Regions from separate parts of the Hordeum vulgare genome. Here region 1 is linked to region 2. The links are chromatin contacts, called in public Hi-C maps. All regions are on one chromosome and are shown on one strand. The core of a region is the stretch at or near the end of the contact, and the rest is flanking DNA. Distances in the headings are between cores, read along the strand shown.

Region 1 (5,826 bases), core at 2,889-5,388, 220 kb before region 2:
AGCATTGACTATGGTCAGGAAAAGAAGGAACTACAAGTTGCAGGTGAAGTCACATGGAGTCTTTGGAGTAGCAGCAGTGCTCATGGGATAAGCTCAAGTCCAATGTACAAGGAAGTTTGATGCATGGACAAATTCAAGGTGGTGGAGAATATTCGCCAAGGTGGAGTTTGTTAGAGTTGTGTCGAATATTGTGTACAAGGTAGGTTACAGTTGGACTTGTAGTTGTATTGTGTTTAGATAGGATATGGAGTCGTGTCCAAGCAGGACACTTGTATCCTAGGCCTCTCATATATAGCGGGGCTAAACACACAATGTAACCTATGCCAACATAGTAGCACAGGTACACGGGGGAGCCGGCGGCGTGTGCCGGCGCACAGGGTTGTCGAGGTGCGGTATTGTGACGGTGTCACGGGGAGGAGCGCCCGTAGTCATGCCCCGGGGATGTAGCCATATCGGTGAATCTCGTTAACAAATCTCGGTGTCGTGCTTGTGTGATTGTTTGGTCCTCGGTAGATCAACGAAGTGCCTCGAATTAATTCTAACAGGAGGGCCGGTGGCGGCGAGGAGAGGTGCATGGTGAGATGCGGCGGGCGTGCCTGCTGGGAAGAACAGCACCATGTCGTCCATGAGAAGATTGATGTTGGTGCAAAATTAAGTGATAGCCATCAAGTGGAAAAACAGGAAGATGGCGATGATCGTGGTTGGGGCAGCGACACTAGCTCTGATCTGTTTGAGTTGGATTTGGACAGTGCGAATAATCACTAGATGGATCGAAGAACCATAAAATTCGATGAGACTACAGGTATGTATGCGTTTTTCAAGAGACCAAGCGTGAGTGTGTTGTTCGCGCCTTGAGCTAACAGCTGCCAATATGGCGATTCATTAAGAACTGTTCTTCACACTGGTAGTTGTGTTGCTGCTTTCTAGTTTAAGTTCTAATCCTCATTAGTACGCAGGTTGCCCATCTCCCATATGTTAATCGCACGTTGTGACGATCGATGGGTGCCTTGTCTTTCTTGATGAGAGAGGAGTATGATGGTATTTCAAAGAAGATGCTACGAGCTACCAGTTATGAAATGAACCTAGGTACTTTAATTTGGATATCCTGCCTTGTTACTAAATATGTCACCAATCATAAATCTTGAGTCATTATGTCTAAGCTCGCAAACTGATTCATCGTCAGTGAGGCCTGGAGAAGGACACCATTGAGAGAGTCCATCATGAAGAAGAGGCTCGAGGACTAGATGATTGAGCTATGCTACATGTACAGGAAGGTTACGGGATGAGGAAATTATAGGATGTGATGGCGGTTTCTAATTGATCATTAATAGAGGCATGGGCCCACCCCCCTTGAAATCTGGAGGGGGCATGTTTAGAAAGTTTGAAAGGAACCTGTAGTTATCCTGTAAAAGTCTGTATGTCTAGCATGTTTCCTAGATGATTAGGTACGTCCGCGTGTACAAAGACAAGGAGGTGAAGCTCCACTGCTTTCCAAGCCTCTTATATAATGTGAGGGAAAACATATGATATAACTTAGGCCAACACAGTAGTAAAGGCACACGCAACGGAGCCGACGGCATGTGTCGGCGTCTGGTTGGTCAGTGTGATGTATTGTAGCGGTATTAAATCTAGGACTTGAGGAATGTCGTGTCAGCCCGCACCGTACCCATCGTATTTTCGACCACCGGAAAGTGGGCCAGCCAAGCCCAATTTACTTGCCATGTTATGCTGCCATGCCAAGGGGAGGCCCAACCATGACCCAATGGCCCATCATGCTACCTTCGGGCCAGGCCAGCCCAAGCACAGCCCACTACAATCAATATAACACTTATCATTTTGAATCAGGGCTTTTAACTAGAACATGCATTTTCTATGTTTTAAATCACTAGTTAAGTTACTTTAAGAAAGTATATAAATACATATTTATCTGACAGCCATAATTTCTATTTATAAGAACATATTTACATCATACAGGTTCTCCTAATAATCATAACACATGTTTACAGAGATTGAGGTTATTTCAAGCATCATATGTGATGTGAACTCCGCTTGAGGTTATTTTTACCGCTTGTTCTTTTTTTTCATATTGGACAGGGCTTATGAAGCAAGAGATGGGCGCTGCTGTCAAGCAAGGCATTCGCGTTGTGATGGATGAAGCTTCTACGCTTGCTCACGAAATGGCGCCGCTGCGTGCGGAAACTGACAGGTGCCTGGAAGGGTGACGGGCGGCTTATCGATACCCGAGGACTTCTTTCGGAAGCGATGTCATGTAGAGACCTGATGCTTTTGGTGGCCGGCTGTACCAAACTTCTGGAGTTGATCTGAAGCCCTTGATCTGTAGTTTCATGTCGTTGTGTGGTTGCGGTTATGCTGCGCTTCTTCTGAATTGTAGTAGTGGTGCCAGCAGGTTTTTTGCCCTCTAATAGGTGACTTCGATTCCGACCACCTGAAGCAGGATTCCCGGCAACTGCATGCTCCAGCTCGCTCTCACTTAATTTTCCTAGTTTCCTTTGCTTGTACACTGATAGCGGTTTGCTTCGGTTTATATGGTTATATAGAATTTTGATTAAACTCTTAATTCCGATCTAATCAAATGAAAGAACGAACCCGTTCCTTCAAAAAATCACAAAGAGTGTGTACAACTTTGTTGAAACCGATATGAAACATGTGAAAAATGTGAAACTGAAGCGAACCTTTAGTGATTGTAGAACAGACGAGAAACAAATTAATAGAAGAATGTTGAGATCCCCAAAAGGTGAAAATGGATACAGAGAAGGCAACAAATAATGGAGTACGTGGCAGTACAAGGCGCTGAAGACACATATTAGATGGCTCATTTTGTGGAGAAAAAATGTGGTTAATTCAAATCTCAAAGCTGCAGGTTGATGCATGGCGTGGAGGCTATATGTTCTTAGGTCGTCTTGGAGCAGGTGCGCCTGATGAGACCCTGTGGGAAAATCAAGGGGCTGATGTTCCCCATCTTCACCATGGCCGCGGCGAAGGCATTGCTGAACGCGTCCGGGTTAGATGCGAAGCCGTCGATGATTTCTTCGGTGGCACCGCCGGCAACGGCGTACAACACCTGGTCGGAGTGCAGGAGCCCCTTATTGAGCTTGAGGTTGACGAAGTAATCGTTGTTGAAGGTGTCCGGGGTGGTGGCGTCCAGCGGGGCCAGGTTGCCGTCGCCGGAGCCGAGGGGCTGAGGGCAGGTGGCCATGCGCGCCGTCGCGAAGTCCGGGTCGATGTTGGCCTCGTTGTAGAGCCTGCTCCTGAAGTTCCGGCACTGCGCCCGGCCGATGGTGTGCGCGCCGGAGAGGGCGACCATGTCGGTGAGGTTGAGCCCCTTGGCGGCGAAGCGGGTGTTGAGGTCGGCGACGCCGAGCGATGGCGGAGGCAGGTCGCGGTTGGCCAGTGTCTCGCTAGCCGTGTCAGAGTCCCTCCTCCCCAGCGACACCGTCCACGACGGCCCTCCCACCTGCATAGTGCATGCACACCGGCGGGAATGTAAAACCAAATAATGGATTGAGGTGATGCATGCATGCGAGCAAATCAATAAGCTGAGGTGATGGAATCGAAGATGATCGTCTAAACTCTTACCGCGACGACGGAATCGCGGGCGGCGACGGCGAGGATGTCGGCGCAGGAGACGACGCGCTTGCACGCGCGCTCCACATCCGACTTGATTTTTTCGATGACGTCGAAGCCCCGCAGCGATCCCACGTTCCCGAATGCGTTCCGCTCGTTGCCAGCCAGCAGAACGGACGCGTCACAGCCCTGCACGTTTACATATGTAGCCAAGCAACATGCACGCACGCACGCACGGTTAACCAATGGTGTTGAGCAAATGAAACGGATCTAAACAATGGCAAGTGTGAAGAACTTGCTTGGACGAAGCAGTCGTGGAAGTGCAGCCGGAGCAGCGACGCGGCCATGCGGGGGTCACTGCTCACGGCGGCCGCCACGCCGCTCTTGATGGTGGCCAGCGCCACCGGGCACGACGCGTCGTAGAACGTCGGGGATATCTGCGCCGACGCCGCCGCGGCCAGGCACAGGAGCAGCACCACTGATAGAGATGAAGATGCCATGACAACTACCTCTACCTGCCTGCTGGTCGCTATAGGAGAGCTAGCTAGCTTTTGTGGTGGATGCTGATGTAATGGCCTGCATTCCATGCAGATATATATATATAGCCATTTCTAGGATTTTTGTGGTCGTCCATCTACTGCTAGCTGTTTGATCTACATCGTGCACGGATGTACTATTATGCATAGAGTCGAATTAATTAGAGTAGTTAACCAGCAGCTGTTGAAGAATGATTTTGCAGGGAGTTAACGTCGGTATTATATCACTAGCAAGTAGACATGTTTTGCTAAGTCGTACACTTACGTGCGTGGATCGATGTATCATGCATAGACTTCATTCAAGTCAATGAAATTCAAAAACTACATATTCGTTTTTTTTTCAAGGGAAAAAATATTCCATATTATTTTAAGAAATAGCTTTCTTCCAAGTCAACTTCTTTATATGCCAACCAAACTCTAGTTGCATAGTTAGAAGGACAATGATATCCTCAGTCATTATGATTTAAGTCTCAGACTTGACAATGGTGCTCGCATTTTTCTAAATTTATTTCAAGACTTTCAGCAACATTCAGTGGGAGGAGAGTCGTTTCCATCGATTACAAAGACGTTTATGGCGACTTCATCAATCTCAATATAATGTGTGGGTTCAGTCTTTCAAAGGTGCTCGTAGAAGTAAGATGGGTGTGCGTATATTCCTAGGGGTTAGTGTTTATACATATATATGAACATCAATGTTTGTACTGTGTTTAAAGAAATAGTCAATTTCTCTATATTATTTTTTCAGAAGAAAAGAACTTGTCTATATTATTTGACCAAGTGCTGCATAATGTACAATGGGTCGTGCGTGCACGGGTGCATATACCACACATATAGCGTACGGGCACATCAGACCTGTAATCGAATATCCACGATCGTTTCAACGTCTTAGACCCCGATTACATAAGTGTCATTCTGCATTAGATGTATCCTATGATCTCTACGATATGACATGGTTACCCGACGTCCGAATGAAATAGCTAATTAGCTACAAGAGATGATTCTACAAGTAACTGTGGATGGAAATATATTTAGGACGTGTTTGGTTGTCTTTCCGCGCGAGTCTGGTTCGTGGAGTCTCGCTCAACAAGGCCTAGATGAGAAAAAAGAACTTCTTCACCGCAAGGCGTGGCGACCAACTTCAACGATACCAACAATGTGCTTTCACATATGGTTGGCGTAAACTTCTTCCGACGTCCGACTAGTCTTAAACCCTCTATGGCCGTCGTTGCTGACAAAAGCAACTTGCACACTGCAATCTTCCCGTAAACTGCAAATTAAACCCCAGATACCTTTTGACGAATACCACATACCATTTGTCCTAGCGGTGCACAAGAGCAGCAGCTGAAGCAACAAGCAAACGAACAATCAAGGAGCAAGCAATGTAGCAGAAGTAGTAAGCATGCATGATCAAATGGCATATAGCAAGTTCAAACCTAGCACTACTCGGGTGTCATCCTACCATCACATCCAAAAGAGGATGTCATCCTACCACCGCAAGTTCACGATCATCATGAGGGGTTAGTATATACCACCTCAAAAAAATATACAGACCATCAAACAGTTTTCAAGCCCTAGCTACATAAAATATGCGTCGTCATCATCATCGATGTCGCCATCGCCACCCAGGATCATGCATGCGGTAACCAGCAGCAAGCGCTAGTAGTAGTGCTTGGCCAACCAGCTCCTTTGCCAGAACATCCAATGA
Region 2 (5,512 bases), core at 76-2,575:
TTATAAACACATAGCAATATAGACTTACGTTTTTAGCCAAAAGCCATAGCCCATGGTTACGCACTTCCACTACAGGCATCTCCATCCTGAAGGACAAGCAGATGTATACATATGCCTACTATTTAAATACTAGTCCCAAATGTGAAAACAATAAAAATATATAACAGTATATGCAGGGGCAACTAACCCACTTGGAGCAGTTGGCCATCTCAGTAGGGATGTCAAGTTACCTGCATTCTGACTAATATCGTCAGGCCTTTGAGCTTACAATCATGATGTTCGTAATCACTTTCAGGTGAATAATTCAGTGTAGAACACATCCAAACCTTGCGGGCTTTCTGACAGGGGAACAACAAGTGGAATGAGCCCTCTCTTAGCTCCAGGAGAAACTATCTTTTCACCTGCCAAGTTCCAAATGTATTTTGAACAACAAGGTCGAGAGAGCCCAGGAGCTATAATATTAGCAGTATACTTTCTCTACCCGGTGGTATTCTAAGTTTCTGATTAGGAACCACCTTATGCAGGACTGAAATCGAAAGTTATACAACTAGATTAACAAAGAAAATGAGAAGGCAGTTGTTGTCGCTGCTGAAACTGAATCAGTAAGCCTTACGCCCATAACAGATGATTTCGAATAGCATGACAAAGGGTTTGTTGCCATGAATGAAGAATCCATGGAAATGAAAAATGTTACTGAGATAATGTGATGTAGTACCTCGTGCCTGAAGCACATTCAACAAAGAGTTAAGATGCTCCGGGGGATCGGTGACAGCGATTTCCTTGACGAACGACACATGATCTGCAAGTTCCAGCAGGAGAGCCATCAGAAACCTTGTGGTAGCAAAAGGAAAAGTGCAGAACGACTAAGTGGATAATGCACACGGCGTAGCAGCATACTATATAGGAACGAATGTGGTGCATTAAGCTACTGCTTCAGTGGATTCTGCTCAAACAGCCTAAAAGTTTACAGCACCGTGGATTCAGCCGGCTCCCCAAATCCAATAACCCATCAATTAATAATCATCTACGCTTGGTCTTTGTCAGCGCCATCTGGGTCACGAACTAAGTCTAGAGAGTCCTCACCGTACGCGGTGGCGGCGGCGGCGGCGACCGAAGAGGAGGAGGAGGAGCCACAGCGCGCGGCGACGAACGACGCCCCTCCGAGCGCTCGCCGTGGCGCTTGCAGCACGGACGCGGCCGCTGCCGCCGCGGGCCTCATCTCGCCGCCGGCGGTGGTGGGTGTGCGGGCGGGGATGGCTGCTGAGGGGGCTGTGGATGGACTCCGCGGCGACACGAGGCTTCGATTGGGCCAAACAAACAAAGCTGTCCCGATCCAACGAGACGGGGACCACGGCCCATGAGCCAGCGGAGATATCCATCCAATGGCTGGCGAATTCCGGCCCAGGATTTCCAGATTTTCCAAAACAAAAAGAAGAAGAAAAAAAAACCAATCCGCGCGTGCAGCGCCAGCCTCCAGGAGAGGCTCCGCGGCTCGCGCGCGCCATCGCCTCCCGGCCACACTCTCCTCCTTCCTCCCACCCACCCCCCCCTCCCCCTCCCCCTCCCACCCGCAACGACCAGACCGGAGCGGCGGAGCCTACCCCTCCCCCGTCCACGTGCTCGACAGCTCAATAGGAACGATCAAGGCAGCAATCCAGGTGACTCATTAACGTGGCTTCCAGTTTTTTTCCTCTAAGATGGATTGCTGGCCCGCCGTCTCCGCTTCGATTCCCACCGGCATTGCTTGCAGGAACCTGGGAGCGTGGGCGCGGTCAGGAGGTGCTTCCTCGACGTCCTACACCTATGCTGCGGGATGGAGGAGGCTAGCATGGAAGGCCCCGCCACCAGCAGCAGCCGCCCGGCCCCCGCGCCGGCGTCCATGTCCCACGCCAGCTCCGAGGACGCCGACTTCTTCGACACCCACCACCAGGACGACGACGACGATGACGACGACGACGACGGAGAGCACGGCCCGGGGACGTACATGGCGTCGGATATCGCCGACCGCTTCGTCCGGGTCATCGACGGCAAGGCGCACCGCGTCGACACCGCCGCGCCCATCGACTCCGTCCGCGGCGCCGTCAGCAAGTTCGGCGGCATCCTCGACTGGAGAGAGGTCCGTCCGTCCGTCTGTCCGTCATTCGTGTCTCTGTCTCTATACTACTGCCTGTCTGTCTGTCTGACGGTTTGCTCTGGTTCGTTCGTTTGTTAATGCAGCGGCGGCAGCAGGTCGAGGAGGAGCTCGGCGGGGTGCAGGCGGAGGCCGCGGAGTACCAGCGCCGGACGCGGGAGGCGGACGCCGGCAGGGCGGAGGCGCAGCAGGACCTCATGGGCGCCACCGGCGAGATCGACGACCTCTGGCTCACCGTCAAGCGCGCGCAGATCGCCGAGGCGCAGGCGCGCAAGGACTCGGAGCTCGCCAAGCTCCGCCTGCGCAAGCTGGAGAAGGGCGCCCGGGAGCGGGCGGCGGCCAAGGCCGAGCTCGAATCCCTCCGGGACCGCCACGCTGCCGCGCTAGCCGACCTGCGCGCCACCAGGGCCGAGCTGGGCACGCTCAAGAAGGAGCGGGACGCCGTCGCGGAGGAGGCCAGCGCCGCGGCGGCGCGTGTGCGGGTCACTGCTGGCGAGGCGGTGCAGGTCGGCGAGGCCCTGCGGGAGGCCACCGCAGAGCTCGACGTGCTCATGGCCGAGCTGGAGTCAGCCCGTGCCACCCACGACACGGCGGAGGAGAGGAGGATGAGGCTGGCGCTGGCGTGGCGAGAGGAGAAGCTGCGGTTGCAGAACGAGCTGGAGCAGGGTGAGATGGAGGTGCGGAGGTTGAGGGATGAGCTGGTCGCGGCCGGCGACCTCCAGTCCAAGGTGTCCGCGGCTTCCGAGCATCTCGCGAACCTCAGAGCCGAGCTGTTCGCACGCGCGGTCGAAGGGGCCAGCGAGGAGGAGGATAAACAGACCCCGACGGCGAGAAGCACGCCGGTGATGCTGGACAGCGCGAAGAAAGAGCTCGAGGAGGTGAAGGGAAACGTGGAGAAGGCCAAGGACGAGGCCAAGATCCTGCACGTCGCCGCCGCGTCGCTGCGCGCGGACCTGGAGAGGGAGAAGGCGGAGCTCGACTCGCTACGGCGGAAGCAGAGCACGTCGTCGTCGGCGTCCATCTCGTCGCTGGAGGAGGAGCTACGCCGGGTGACCACCGAGCTCGCCGCGGCGCAGGCAAGAGCAAGGGACAGCGGCGAGGAGAAGAAGAAGACGACGCCCGAACAACTAGACGAGGCACGGCGAGAGGCGGAGCAAGCCAAGGCGAGCGCACGGGCGACGCAGGAGGAAGTCGCCGCGGCCAGGGAAGACGCCCGCGTGGCCAGGGCCGCGGTCCAGGCGACGGAGGCGCGGCTGGAGGCCGTGATGCGGGAGATGCTCGCGGCGAAGGCGTCGGCTGAGACCGCCGCGGCCTCGGCGGACGCGCTGCTGCAGCAACAGGACACAACCAGGAGCGCGCAGAGCCAAGGCGGCGCCGTCCCCGAAGACTGCGTGGCATTGACCACGGAGGAGTACGAGGAGCTGAGCCGGAGGGCGAGGGAGACGGAGGAGGCGGCCGGCGAGCGGGTGGACGAGGCGGTGATGCACATCAAGGAGGCCAAGGACGCGGAGACGCGGTGCCAGGAGAGGCTGGCGCAGCTGGAGAGGGAGACGGAGCAGAGGAGGCAGGCGCTGCGGGCGGCAACGGAGGAGGCCGAGCAGGCCGAGTCCGGGAAGCTGGCGGCGGAGCGCGAGCTCCGGCAGCTGCAGGCCGAGCAGCACCGGCGCGCGGGCAGCGGCGGCGAGAAGGCGTCGCCGCGCACGGGGCTGGCGGAGATCTCGGCGTTCGAGGGCGGCGGCGACGCGCGTGGGAACCCGCACATCCTGAGCCCGAGGGTCGGGTACATGCCGAGGGCTGACATGGCGGCCATGTCGGCGGCGGAGGAGGCCGACGCGCGGCAGAGGAAGCCCTTCTTCCCGCGCATGGTCATGTTCTTGGCCAAGAAGAGAGCTCAGACATGGAATGGCAAGTGATTCTTCATCGATCATCTTCTTGCTCGGCGTCGGATCAGCTTCGTTGCTGGCTGTGATGATGTTACTGATACATGAGACATGTGTAATGTGTATTGATCAAAGAGGTAGATCATGAGATGATCATCATATACAAGTGATTTTTGTAAATGGTTTTTGGTCTAACAAAGATGATCATGAGATATTTTGGCTCAGTGCTTTGACGGTTGATTGCAAATGAAGGTTGAATTCTGTGATGCAAATTTGGATTGATGTTTCTTTGTACACATGGAATACGTAGTATATATATGTTTTAGGCCTGTCACCAGACGTGCAGCTGTTTGTTGGCTTTGTGTTTGAGTTAGTACCAACTAAATATAGTGGTATTTTAAAGAAATGTCGTCCAGGCCCTTATAGCTCAGTGGTAGAGCGTCAGTCTTGTAAACTGAAGGTCCGTAGTTCGATCCTGCGTGAGGGCATTTCTTTTGTTCTTACAATCCAACGGCTTGTGTGGCCACGTCATATTTTTAACTTTTTGGACGTAATAATGCCATCACGTGGACTAAAAAAGAGCACTCTTTGTATATCACCGTTGACGGTTTAATGGATTTGTTGCCTTGTCACATTACTTCGACTACCTTCATGCAATCCGACTCAACCATGATCCTACTACGATATCACTTGTCCTGCAAGAAATAACCTGTTTAGGAGGACACGAACTGTCGCAGTGCCGTTAACAAACGGTATCCCGTCATGGCGGATCATATTAATTTAACAGTGAAAATAATGATACATCATCGGCCAATACATGAACTAATTAAAAAGTCCGGTGGATCCATGTTCCAACACAATGTTATGTGACTTCACGAGTTGACTAGTTAAGATATCAATGACCCTATTCTCTTGACAATGGTTTGTAGTGACATGATTAACGTTGTGAACTAAAAGTGAGCTCTCTTCCTACTCCCTCCGTTCCTAAATATATGTCTTTTAAGAGATTTCACTAGGAGTCCACATATGGAACAAAATGAATGAATCTACACTCTAAAATATGTCTATATACATTCGTATGTAGTCTACTAGTGGAATCTCTAGAAAGAATTATATTTAGGAACGGAGGGAGTAGATCACAGTAGCCGATTCAGTGGAGTTGCTTCCTTGTTGCATTACTTTGATTACCTTCATGCAGTCTGACTCAACCATGATCATGTTACATCCCACTTGTCCTATCAAAATTAAACCGTTTAGGAGTGTCCGAGCGGTTGTCGCAACATCGACAACAAATGGTATCCCACAACATCCATCTGCAACAATCTCAAGGGATCTCTTGTTTTGTTCTTGTTCCTAAAAATCCAACGACTTTGGCAAACCTTCACCATGCTTTATTAAAATCTAAAGTGTTCTCTTTTTATCAACAACCTTGATAGAGACCGTGTTAAGAAAGATGTATTGCATGCTAGCGTAAAGGGAGAAGACCTTTGTTGTCCCCACC

The links. A called contact is a pair of places that touch in the nucleus more often than the background predicts.
Region 1: a Hi-C map of leaf shows a contact between it and region 2, with 3 times the contacts expected there. The contact joins the promoter of LOC123447593 here to the promoter of LOC123450047 in region 2. A contact is called at or near these places in 2 of 6 Hi-C or Micro-C datasets (leaf and seedling).

Annotation. Positions count from the first base shown.
Region 1 is chr4H:607,717,687-607,723,512 of MorexV3_pseudomolecules_assembly, reverse strand. It overlaps LOC123447593 (peroxidase 2-like), which reads right to left and starts at 4,138. Exons shown (of 3, transcript XM_045124203.1): 1 at 3,885-4,138; 2 at 3,598-3,774; 3 at 2,678-3,475. The coding sequence starts at 4,085. The coding sequence ends at 2,912.
Region 2 is chr4H:607,492,260-607,497,771 of MorexV3_pseudomolecules_assembly, reverse strand. LOC123450047 (protein IN CHLOROPLAST ATPASE BIOGENESIS, chloroplastic-like) reads right to left here and starts at 1,325. Exons shown (of 11, transcript XM_045127445.1): 1 at 1,084-1,325; 2 at 716-799; 3 at 327-401; 4 at 188-230; 5 at 29-86. The coding sequence starts at 1,219. LOC123450045 (protein WEAK CHLOROPLAST MOVEMENT UNDER BLUE LIGHT 1-like) reads left to right here and starts at 1,565. Exons shown (of 2, transcript XM_045127443.1): 1 at 1,565-2,116; 2 at 2,218-4,242. The coding sequence starts at 1,814. The coding sequence ends at 4,044. It overlaps TRNAT-UGU (a tRNA gene), which reads left to right and starts at 4,428; the gene lies at 4,428-4,499.